Linked DNA regions of Canis lupus: region 1 is linked to region 2. Evidence: chromatin contacts called from public Hi-C data. All regions are on one chromosome and are shown on one strand. The core of a region is the stretch at or near the end of the contact, and the rest is flanking DNA. Distances in the headings are between cores, read along the strand shown. Region 1 holds the start of PTK2B (protein-tyrosine kinase 2-beta). Region 2 overlaps EPHX2 (bifunctional epoxide hydrolase 2).

Region 1 (5,572 bases), core at 985-3,484, 200 kb after region 2:
TTCCCGTGGCACCTGGGCGCTGCTCATCCTTCACTTCCCAGAATGGTAGCATCTTTTTTTTTTTTTTTTTCCCCCAGAATGGTAGCATCTTGACCTGCCTTCCAGAAGAGTGTTGCCGGATAAAATACCAGATATCCCGTTAAATTTGAATCTCACATAAACAATACATAATGTCTTAGTATAAGTATGTCCCAAATATTGCACGGGCTATACTTATACTTGAAAAATATTCATTGCTTATCTGAAATTCAAATCGGAGTGTCCTGCGTTTTTATTCGCTAAATCTGGCAAACACCGCCCCCCTCCTCCCAGAGTCAGAGGCATGCTGGGAAGTCTCCTGCCTGGCTCTTGGTCCCAAGTGTTGCTCCAACCCGAGTTGCCATGGCAGCCTGAGCAGGCCCTTCTGGAGCTGTGTCTACTTACCTCTCCAGCTTCACCTCGCCCCTGCCCTCTACATGCTCCAAACATGCTGAGCTACTTTCAGTTTCCTGGATGTGTCATGCTGCTTCTGGCCTCAGCTCTTAGCACCCGCTGTGCTCGGTGCCTGTCTTCGTCCCTCTCTCCCACTCTCTGGCTGATTCCTATTGATCCTGCGAGTCTCCGCTTGGCGTCACTTCTGCCAGGAAGTCTTCCCCGGTACCCTGAAGCCTGCCCCCTCCCGTCGCAGCCTGCTGCATTCACTCACCATCCACCGTGCTTCTCCAGGGAGCGGGGGTGGGTCACAGGCACCCTTGGGCCCCCACACCCAGCACCAGCACGTGGCCTCAGGTAGGAAGTCAGCAGATGCTTATTGAATGAATGAACGGATGGCTAGAGACTGTCCAGGCAGAGCTGGAGCTCTTGAATGCAACTACTTCCTTCCTCCCTCCCATCCTTACTCACTTTTTCATCTCTCCCTCCCTCAGAGTTGTGAAAGGCTGGGGCTTGGGTCCACAACCACTCGTCCTGGCCAGGACTCCGGTAAGGAGAGAGCAGCCAAGGCAGGAGAGGTGTCCTCATGCCCCTTACCTGATGGTGCCCTACCGACTGTCCCTGGGGGCTCAGTTCTAGCTACAGGCCAGCCGAAACTTCTCTTCAGCTTCCAAATCCTCCGGGCACGTGCCCCCTCTGTGTGCAAACTCTGCCCCCCTTCTCCCCACCTCTGGCCCCTGTAAGGGAGTCTAATTGGACTGGGCCCCAAGTTTGGGGTGTGGGGAGACGCCAGTGTCAGATGGCTGAGGGTTAGGGCAGGTGGTGGGGCCCGGTGGGCTCAGAACATCACCCATATGTTCCCTGTTCACCCACCCAAGGCTTTGCCCACGCACAGCCTGACAGCAGGAGAAGGCGGCACAGAACTTAACCCTTTCGTGGAATCTGGAAGGTAGTTTCACAAAGAGCCAGTGAGCAGCCAGTGGGAACTTTAACCCCCAAACACACACACACACACACACACGCACACGCACACTCACACGCACACACACGCTGGAGTTGCGCCTCTGTGCCCCTCCCAGAGCCCTGCTGGCTTCCAGTCCGGGCTTGATTTCGAAGATGCCCTCTAGGAGGGCAGGAAGTCCGTGCCAGGGCAGTGGGGTGTGCTGGGAATGGGACCAGGGTGGGGGCGCCGAAGGGCACGAGGACAGGGGACAGGGCGGGACGCAGGCAGCGGCTCTGAGGAAGCACCTGAAGTCGGACTGGGGAAGCCCTGCTGGGCGCCCCGAGCCCCAGAGGCGGGTGGCGGGTGGCGGGTGGCGGGTGGCGGGTCCGAGCCTTCTCATCACCACCCGGAATACGGTAGCAGGACAAAGAGCGTCCAGTTAACTCCGCAAGTCGACGTGCGGCGCCCTGGGGAAGGCCCTGGAGCCCAGCGCGGGGCGCGCCCGCCGCCGCCCCCGGGGCTGCCCTCCCGGGAACTCCCGCGCCGCGCAGGTACCCGCAGCCTCGGGAGCGCCCCCGCCCCGCCCCCCGCCGGCCCCCCCCGCCCCCCGCACCCCCCCGCCGCCCCCAACTTGTGGCTGGGCGCTCCGGCCGGATCGCGGGCGCGGACTCACACGGAGGGAAGCGCCGACTCCGCCGGCTCCCGGTCGGCCAGGTGAGGCGCCGGCTGCGCCGCGGCAGGTACAGGTGGGTCGGGGCGGCGGCAGGTAAGGGGTGCGCGGCCGCTCCGGAGGCCTCTGCTGAGTAACAGGGCTGACAGGTTTGTGTTTTCCCCTCTCCTCCTCCTGGTTAACCACACCCCTGCTGCTCTCCTCCTCACTTCCTTAAAGGGTGGGGTGTGTTGTCTGTGGCGCTGAGCGTGTGCCTGCTCCAGCCTCTTACCATAAACCCTGAAATAGACGCCGCCACCAATTCCCTGGGCTGCACGTGCCCACCTGGGGACCCATCTCCGGAGCCCCGAAGGGGTCTCCGGCCCCTGCGAGCCCTGGGAGCGGCTGACCCCTCCCGATGGCTGCCCCCCTCCCCCCTCCTCCCACTCCACTTGCAGGCTTGTGGAGGCCACTCTTAGAGGTTGGGGTTTCCTCTCCAGCCTCCAGGTAGGTTTCAGAGCGGGAGACTGTTACCTGGCTCCCATAATTTCAGCACCTGTGCCCCTCCAGGTCTCTCCCCTGGAGATCGGGGGACTGTCACCAGGGGTTTGGAAGAACTGATCCAGGTGCTTGTGCTGTGAGAGGGAGGACCGCATGGCTGCCCAAGAATTGTCACAGAAGCGGGGCAGCCTTTACCCAGCCCCATCTCCGTATCAGCTGACTTCGCTGCCCAAACAAAGAGGCTGGTTCACCTCTTTACTCAGTCCAGCTGGACAGTGAAATTCAAGGCAGTGATTCAAGGGCATTTAGAAACCCTTTTTTCCCCTATCGCTAGAAAGATTCCAGACTTTCCCCTGAGTGGGAGGAGGTGAACTGGACCTAGCATAAGGTCAGAAAGCTGGTTTGTCCTCCATGTGCCCCACATCCTCAAAGTTCCTCTCCAGAGCCCCTGCCCAAAACTTCTTCATTCTGGGTTCTGTGAAGGATTGGGATCTCCCACAGTTCTAGAACATGCTATTCACATCTCATCTCACAGGATCTCTGCCCCCTGGAGTTGTGCAGCCATACATGACAGTCCAGCAGACACGACGGCCCTCCCTGACACTACCTCACTCACTAACCCTGAACTCAGTGGATCAGCCACCCCAGGAAAACAATAGAAAAATCCAGCATTTGGTGAACATGTCTAAACGCCAACCACTATTGCTAAGAAAGCATTCGGTTTACATGATTTCATCGAATTTCCCCCATTTTTCTGAAAAGAAAATCAAGACTTAGATTACTTGTCTAAGGCCACAAAGCCGGAGAGTTGATGTTTCTCAAAGTGTGACCAGCAAACTACTTGTAGCTTATAAAATGCAGATACCTGGATGCCAGTGCAGGTTAACTGACAATCAAAATCTCTGAGCCTGAGGCCCATATCCCAACCAAGGCAACTTACAACCCATTGGATAGGAGCTCATAGCCACAACTGCAGGAGCTCCTCCTTGTCCATCCCATTTACCCATTCATGCTGTTCCCAGTACCAAGTAATGCTGACAACCTGCAAAGCAGTCAGAAGGTGTCCAGGGAAAACTTGGCTAGGGTTTGGGGTGATAAGGCAAGTGTGATGGGTAAACTGATGAAGTTAGCAGGCAAAGTATCCCGGAGGACTAAGGGACCAACTGACGCACAAGGAAATTGTCAGAGGGCCTTGAGAAATGGGGGCCCTCCTGTATTCTTGTGCACAGGAATGAGGAGGTGAATGTTGAGCAGTTCAAGGTTAGATACTTGCACTACCTACTGAGGGTCTGTATTGGGCTGGAGGCAGTGGCAACTAAGAAGCACAACTAATCCAAGCTGGTTTAAGGAAAGGTGAGTTTGTGTATGCTGCCTCCATGTGGCCAAATCCATAAACTACAACCTCGCCAGGCCCTAATTTGAGAAAAGTTCTCAGATACTCAAAAATGCCAGAGGATGTTGAATGAATTCTTCAGAGATGTTTCTTTAAAGCTCTGAAACCTAGCTCCTAGCATCGCAGGATAACAGGTTTTTTGTTTTGTTTTGTTTGAATAAAAGCCTTGGGAAACTCTCTGGGATGGATACTCTGTCTGTAGGTCTCCCCTATGTCCTGTCAAGGATTGATCATGAAAAGTTAAGGTGATAGGGTCACACATGTCAGCCTGTTACCGGCCTTTTAATAAACTTCTCAGAAATGCTTCCAGGAGCCTAGAATTCTGTGTAAATGCTCTTTAAAAATTCTACTTATGGATCATTGTGTGTTCTACACTTTGTCTAAGCCAGTAGAGAAGGCTTAGATGCACATAGGAGGGATCCAGTCAAAAAGGAAGATGTGACCTTGGGCAAATGAATCCATATCTCTGAGCTTGTACTTCCTAACCGAGGAGAGTAGAGGAATAAGGACTACCTGCTCTACCTATTTCATAAGGTATTATGATGCCCCAATTGATAGGTATGAAAATAGGGAATCCCTGGGTGGTTCCGCGGTTTAGCACCTGCCTTTCGTCTGGGGGCGTGATCTTGGAGCCCCGGGATTGAGTCCCACATTGGGTTCCCTGCATGGATCCCTCCGCCTGTGTCTCTGCCTCTCTCTGTGTCTCTCATGAACAAATAATTAAAATTTAATTAAAAAGATAGGTATGAAAATATACATACTATGGTGATTATTATGCTATAACACACTATGATTTTATTTTTAGAAATAATAGGAATTAGGGGCACCTGGCTGGCTCAGTCGGTAGAATATGTGACTCTTGATCTCAGGATTGTGAGTTCAAGCCCCATGTTGGGTGTGGAGCCTACTTAGAATAATAATAATAATAGGAATTAAATAGGGCACATTTAGTGGGGAGAGATTACATACGTATCTGCTATACAGATATAATCTGTCAAGTGTTCACTGTGTGACTATAACTTTCATCCATCACCTAATAGGCCTTCACAACAATTCATTGAGGTAGATTACAGTATTCTTATTTTGTAGAAAGGAAAAGGAGGCTTGGAAAAGGTAAACAATTTGTCCACAGCCACACATGTGGGAAAGAGCAGGGCTAAATCTAAACTCATCATTGGCACATAAGGTAAGTCACAGGGGTCTCTCTATTATTGATAATGAAATGAAATAACATAATGTAAATTTATTATTAGAATACATTTCATTTTTGGGTGCCTGGGTGGCTCAGCTGGTTAAGCATCTGACTCTTGGATCTCGGTTCAGGTCATGATCTCAGGGTCATGGGTTCCAGCTTCACGCTGGGCTCCATGCTGAACATGGAGCCTACTTTAATAAAAAACAAAAACAAAGCCAGAATACATTTCATTTTAAAAGAATAGTACGAATAGTGTTCTTTTAAAAGAAAAGTGTTCTGAACAAAAAAATGAACGAACAGTCATAGGCACAAAGACAAAGTAAAAGAAATCCTTCATCACCAAAGGGCATCTACCTCTAATTAAACCAAGTACCACAGGGTTTGCTAGATCACAGTTGAGGCCACCCCCCTCCCCCCAAAAAAAACCCAAACCTCAAAACCATACTGTTGACTTCAAAAGGACTCTATTTCTATCCATGA
Region 2 (5,185 bases), core at 1,887-4,386:
GGTAGGAAGGAGAAAGGGAAGAGAGGTGCAAAGGGGGCAGGAATAGGAGAGAAAGACTTTGGTGGGAGTGTCTTCGGAATGATCGTGGCTTTTGTTTTTCCGCCCTCCACTGTGAGCTCATATTTGCCAAACGAGGCAAGTCAGCCCCAGCTTGAGGTGAGGCTGAGCAGTAATCTACAGAACGGAGACAAATGAGAGGATCTGCTCTCCTGTGACCCAAAGCTGTCCCCGGGGCAGGCAAACTGAAGACAGCCCTGGGTTTGGAAAAAAGCTCCAAACGAACTAGGGGTGGTGGAAGGGGAGGAGGGCGGGGGGTGGGGGAGACTGGGTGGCGGGCACTGAGGGGGCACTTGACGGGATGAGCACTGGGTGTTATTCTGTATGTTGGCAAATTGAACACCAAAAAAATAAATAAATTTATTATTAAAAAAAAAAAAAGAAAAACAAAGAAAAGGAGCTCCTAGAACAAAGCCTTTGGAATTCCATGGATCCTGGAGCTTGGTCTCAAGAGTACTCCCAGGCTGTTTAAGGAGGTCTTCTCATGGTGTGAATGACTAGAAACATAAGGGAACCCACTTTGGAGAATTCATTAGAATTTCTTGGCCTTTCTAACTAACTACCACTGCCTCCTCCCGCTCTTTATTTTAAACTTGAAATCACAGAAACTCCTAGCTACTCCGGGGGGTTTCTTTTCTCCAATCTGCCCTTTTGCTCCTTCCAAGATGTAGGACAGGTCAGCCTCAGAAGATGCTCTTAATTGGTTCTACTGTTTCATTGTCCAAGACAGTGGAGACAGCCACTGAAATCAAAGGGCAGGTCCATCAGGGCACAAGCCCGGACGGCTTCTGTCCCCCTACAGCTACTACAGCTACCACTAGAAGATGCATCACAGGGAGAAGAAGGCCCCATCTCATCAGGGGGTTGGCGCCAGCATCTCTGCTTCATGTTCTGTCTACCTTGATAATCCTCACTCAGATTGCTCTGAAATTCTGGGGCAGGATTTTTTCAAACGAGGTCAGAAAATTCATGGCTGGGGTGGTTGCCCCTGAGATGGAAAATGCTATCTGAAATCTGGGCAAAAAGAGAAAATGGTTTATTATTCTTCAGTGTTCGGTCAGACAGACAGATGCACACACACACTCAGAAGAGAGGTGAGTCAGGCCCCACGGTAAGTCCATGAGAAGACCTGAGGCTCTGAAGCCACTTCCACTGGGTGGGCGCCTTCGCTCTTTCCCACGGCACTGAGTTTCAAAGGCCACCTTACAGATGGAGACTCTTGGGTGGAGTGTGACCTCCTTCAAAGTCAGGCACATTATAAATGGCCAAGCTGGAGACAAGAACTCCAGACTTCAAAGCCCCCTGTATCCAGTTCTCTTTACTATAATGTAACACTACCCATTTACGAAAACATAAATAAAATGAGAAGAGTTTCTTCCATGGCAGATGCAAACAGCGGCACTTTCTTCTAAAATACATTATTCAGCTGTGACAAACAACCAAAATATTGTCCTCAATATTTTGTGTAGAGGACTGGTTAAATAAGTGACGGTCCAGGGACACCTGGGTGGCTCAGTGGTTGAGCGTCTGCCTTCGGCTCAGGTCATGATCCTGGGGTCCTGGGATAGAGTCCCGCATCCGGCTCCCCTCTGCTTCTCCCTCTGCCTATGTCTCTGCCTCTCTCTCTGTGTCTCTCATGAACAAATAAATAAAATCTTTATAAAAAATAAAATAAAATAAAATAAATGATGGTCCACCTGTATTCTGCAGCACCAAGAAGCCACTGCAACGAATGAGGTAAACCTATACGTCCTGGCAGGAAAATCTGTCCAAGATCTAGTAAATGAAAAAGCAGCATGATTCCATTTATATAAAAATTACACATACACTCATATGCACATATGCATGCCCCCTCCCCCGCCACACTTAAAAGCATATTTTTAAAAAATGTCTGGGAAATACTTGCTAAACTATTCATAGTAGCTACTTCTAGATGAGCGAAAGGGGATTCAACTTTTTATTTTATACGACTCAGTACTTTTTTTTTTTTTTAAAGCACCAAGCATAAATCATCTACAACATACAGGCAGTAGCAAGTCACCAGCTATCCCTGTAGCCTGGTGGCCTGGTGGGGGGCGGGTACTATGTGTAGGGGGATTAAGGGGGACTCTGAACACCATGAGGGAGAAGGAAGAAAACCATGTGTGGATGTTGGGGTGCCCTTCCACCTGGCAAAACCATCTCTTCTTGACTGCTATCTATAATTTCCTTTCCCCACATTTTCTATTACCTAGTTTCTCAGCTGGTTAAATACTTAAAAGTGGGCTTTGGCTTGCTCTAACCTACAGAGCCTATAGCTTGCTGTATGGTTCCAGACACCCACACCACACGCACACACACACACCCTTCTCCAAAGAAATAAAAATACATATATACTATTAAGGAGGAGTAAAGAGGCACCGGTGTTGACAGACAGAAGGGGACACCATGTTCTGATTTCAGGGACAGAGGGACTATGAAATATCCCCAGGCTAAGCAAGGACGTGAAGAATCTTAAGGATTAAGACATGGAACTTGTCACGTTCAAATTACCCAGCTGATTCTATTTGTCTCTGCTGCCCAGAGCTCCTCCTCCTCTTTCCTACTATACAAATGCAAAGCTTGTCATCTCTTCGCTGAGAAAAAAAGAAAAACATGCCTTTTCATTTTGGTTTCCACCAGACTTGGCAAATACGCAGGACGAGAGACAGTAAACACAATGGCTCAGGGTTCAAAGAGCTAGAGGAACTGAATCTAAACTGGGGAGTTTACCTAGGCCACACCCTGTCCTGCTCAGCAAGTGTGAACCAGGCGTGGGAGGGACACCAGTCTGGAGGCTTCCTTAGGCTGAATGCATCCACGGTGAGCGCTTCCGGTCACTCCTCCTGGCTGGGGAGTGGCGGGGACAGGTTTGGGAGCAGAGAGGCAGGAAGGAGGAGGTTCCAGCCCCCACCCCTGAATGAGACAGGTGCCCCACACGTTATGCTTTGTTAGGCTTGAATTCGGCTTCGGTTTGAAGCTGTCACCTGTTTGAAAACCATGCAATGAGACCATCCGTTTTCAGATGAGGACATTGAGTGCCCAACGTAGGAAGGGACTTGCCCTGTTGCCAAACAGGCAGCAGACATGCTGGCAGGACCCTCGTGCAGGGCTTCTCCTAGAGACCCAGCTCTGTGCCCAACCAGACCAGCCTCAGCAGCTGAATTCACCCCAAACGCACTCCCACACCCCAGCCTTCACTTATTTGAATATTAAACATTTTCCTAATCAAGAGGAAACTCTTGATTCTCTCAACTCTTCCTGCAGATTTTAAACCCAGCAGCGACAACATAACAATAGGAGTATGATTTTTCCACAAAGACTATAATAACCTTCGCCCTACTAAGGGGGCAGTTAGTAAGCATCTTTCCCCTGAGGTTACTTGTATTAATCAGCCCTTTGAGCTTATCTTGGTTTGCTCCTTCCTGCTGTGTTTGGATGAGCCAGGCACACACAACAAAGTCCAAGCTCCCTCACAGTGTGGCTTAGGAGGATGCACGTAGACTTTAAAGTCAAACAAACCCAGTCAGTACCTAGTCTTGGGCCAGTTAGTGAACCCCAGAGCCCCTGTCTGCTTCTCTGAAAGACAGGAGAACGCCAGAGTGTGCTTGTGAATAGGACCACTTGGCATACCGTGCTCAAAACAAGTAGTAACTACAACCTGAGTGTCCATAAAAGGAGGAATGGATAAGCCAAATGTGGTCTACACATACCGTGGAATGTTATTCAGCCCTAAAAAGGATGGAAATTCAGATACATGCTACAACGTGGAACATCCCTGAGGATGCTGTATAAAGTGAAATAACCCAAACCCCCAAAACACAATTCCTGTATGACTCCACTTCTACGAGCTCTCTAGAATAGTTGAATTCAGAGACAGAAAGTGGAATGCTGGGTGCCAGGGGCTGGAGGGAGGAGGGAATAGAGAGTTTGTGTTTACTGGGTATAATTTTGGATTTGCATGATGAAAAAGTAATACCCACCATTTGCTTTGACGTGGATGGAACTGGAGGGTATTATGCTGAGTGAAGTAAGTCAATCAGAGAAGGACAATCATTATATGATTTCACTCATATGGGAAATATAAAAAATAGTGAAAGGGATTATAGGGGAAACTAGGGAAAATGGGTGGGAAAAATTAGAGAGGGTGATAAAACATGAGACACTCCTAATTCTGGAAAAAAGAACAAGGGGTAGTGGTAGGGGAGGCGGGCACGGGGTGGGGGTGACTGGGTGACAGGCACTGAGCGGGGCACTTGACGGGATGAGCACTGGGTGTTATACTATATGTTGGCAAATCGAACTTCAATGATATATTATATATATATATATATAATATATTATACATATATAAAAGAAAAAAAAAGTTCTGGGGACAAATGGTGCTGATGGCTGTACAGCAAAGCAAAAGTTCTTTTTTTTTTTTTGCAAAGCGAAGGTTCTTAATGTAACTGAACTGTACTCTTAAATATGGTTCAGATGGTAAATTTTATGTTATGTGTGTGGTTAAATAACAAAAATCTAACCAAGTATGTTTTGAAGATCTATTTGGCTTTATTAATGGGTTCATGAATGGGACAGCATCCCGTGTAGCCAGTAGAGGGCGCTCAAAGGCCTACAGGAGAGGGAAGGTTTTTAAGGGTAGAGAGGGAGTAAAAAGAAGGAAAAGAGAAGCAGAGAATCCACTGTTTTAGGCAAGGTCGCCCTTCTGAGGGGAGTGGAGGGGGCCTCTCGGTGATTTCCTTGTGTTGACCAGGAAATTTGGGTGTTGACTGCATAGAGGTTACATTTGTGGGGGGCTGAAGCTCCAGTCAGGCTGGGTACTGAGTGTTGGTTTACTGACTTGGGGCCTTGAGTTTCTTTTTATTTTATTTTACTTTATTTTATATTTATTTATGTATTTATTTACTTATTGAGAGAGAGAGAGAGAGAGAGAGAGAGAGAATATGCCTAGGGGGACAGGCAGAGAGAGGGGGAGATAGAATCTTAAGAACTCCATGCCCAGTGGAGAGCCCAATACAGGGCTTGATCTCACGACCCTGAGATCATGATATGAACCGAAACCAAGAGCCAGACGCTTAACTGACTGAGCCACCCAGGCACCCCCTCA

What was found. Hi-C and Micro-C count contacts between places; a contact is called where the count stands out from the background.
Region 1: a Hi-C map of blood shows a contact between it and region 2, with 4 times the contacts expected there. The contact joins the promoter of PTK2B here to the enhancer-like site in region 2. A contact is called at or near these places in 2 of 9 Hi-C or Micro-C datasets (both in blood).

What each region holds. Positions count from the first base shown.
Region 1 is chr25:30,429,749-30,435,320 of UU_Cfam_GSD_1.0, forward strand. It overlaps PTK2B (protein-tyrosine kinase 2-beta), which reads right to left and starts at 2,235. Exons shown (of 30, transcript XM_038573754.1): 1 at 2,028-2,235.
Region 2 is chr25:30,227,600-30,232,784 of UU_Cfam_GSD_1.0, forward strand. The region is part of intron 12 of EPHX2 (bifunctional epoxide hydrolase 2); the gene reads right to left. Among named protein-coding and RNA genes, the nearest start is that of EPHX2, 45 kb to the right of the region's middle. Within about 2 kb of position 3,137, at least 6 of the 20 cell types and tissues checked have an H3K27ac peak or open chromatin away from gene starts, as enhancers often do. A contact at or near this core is called in blood, where this site is marked.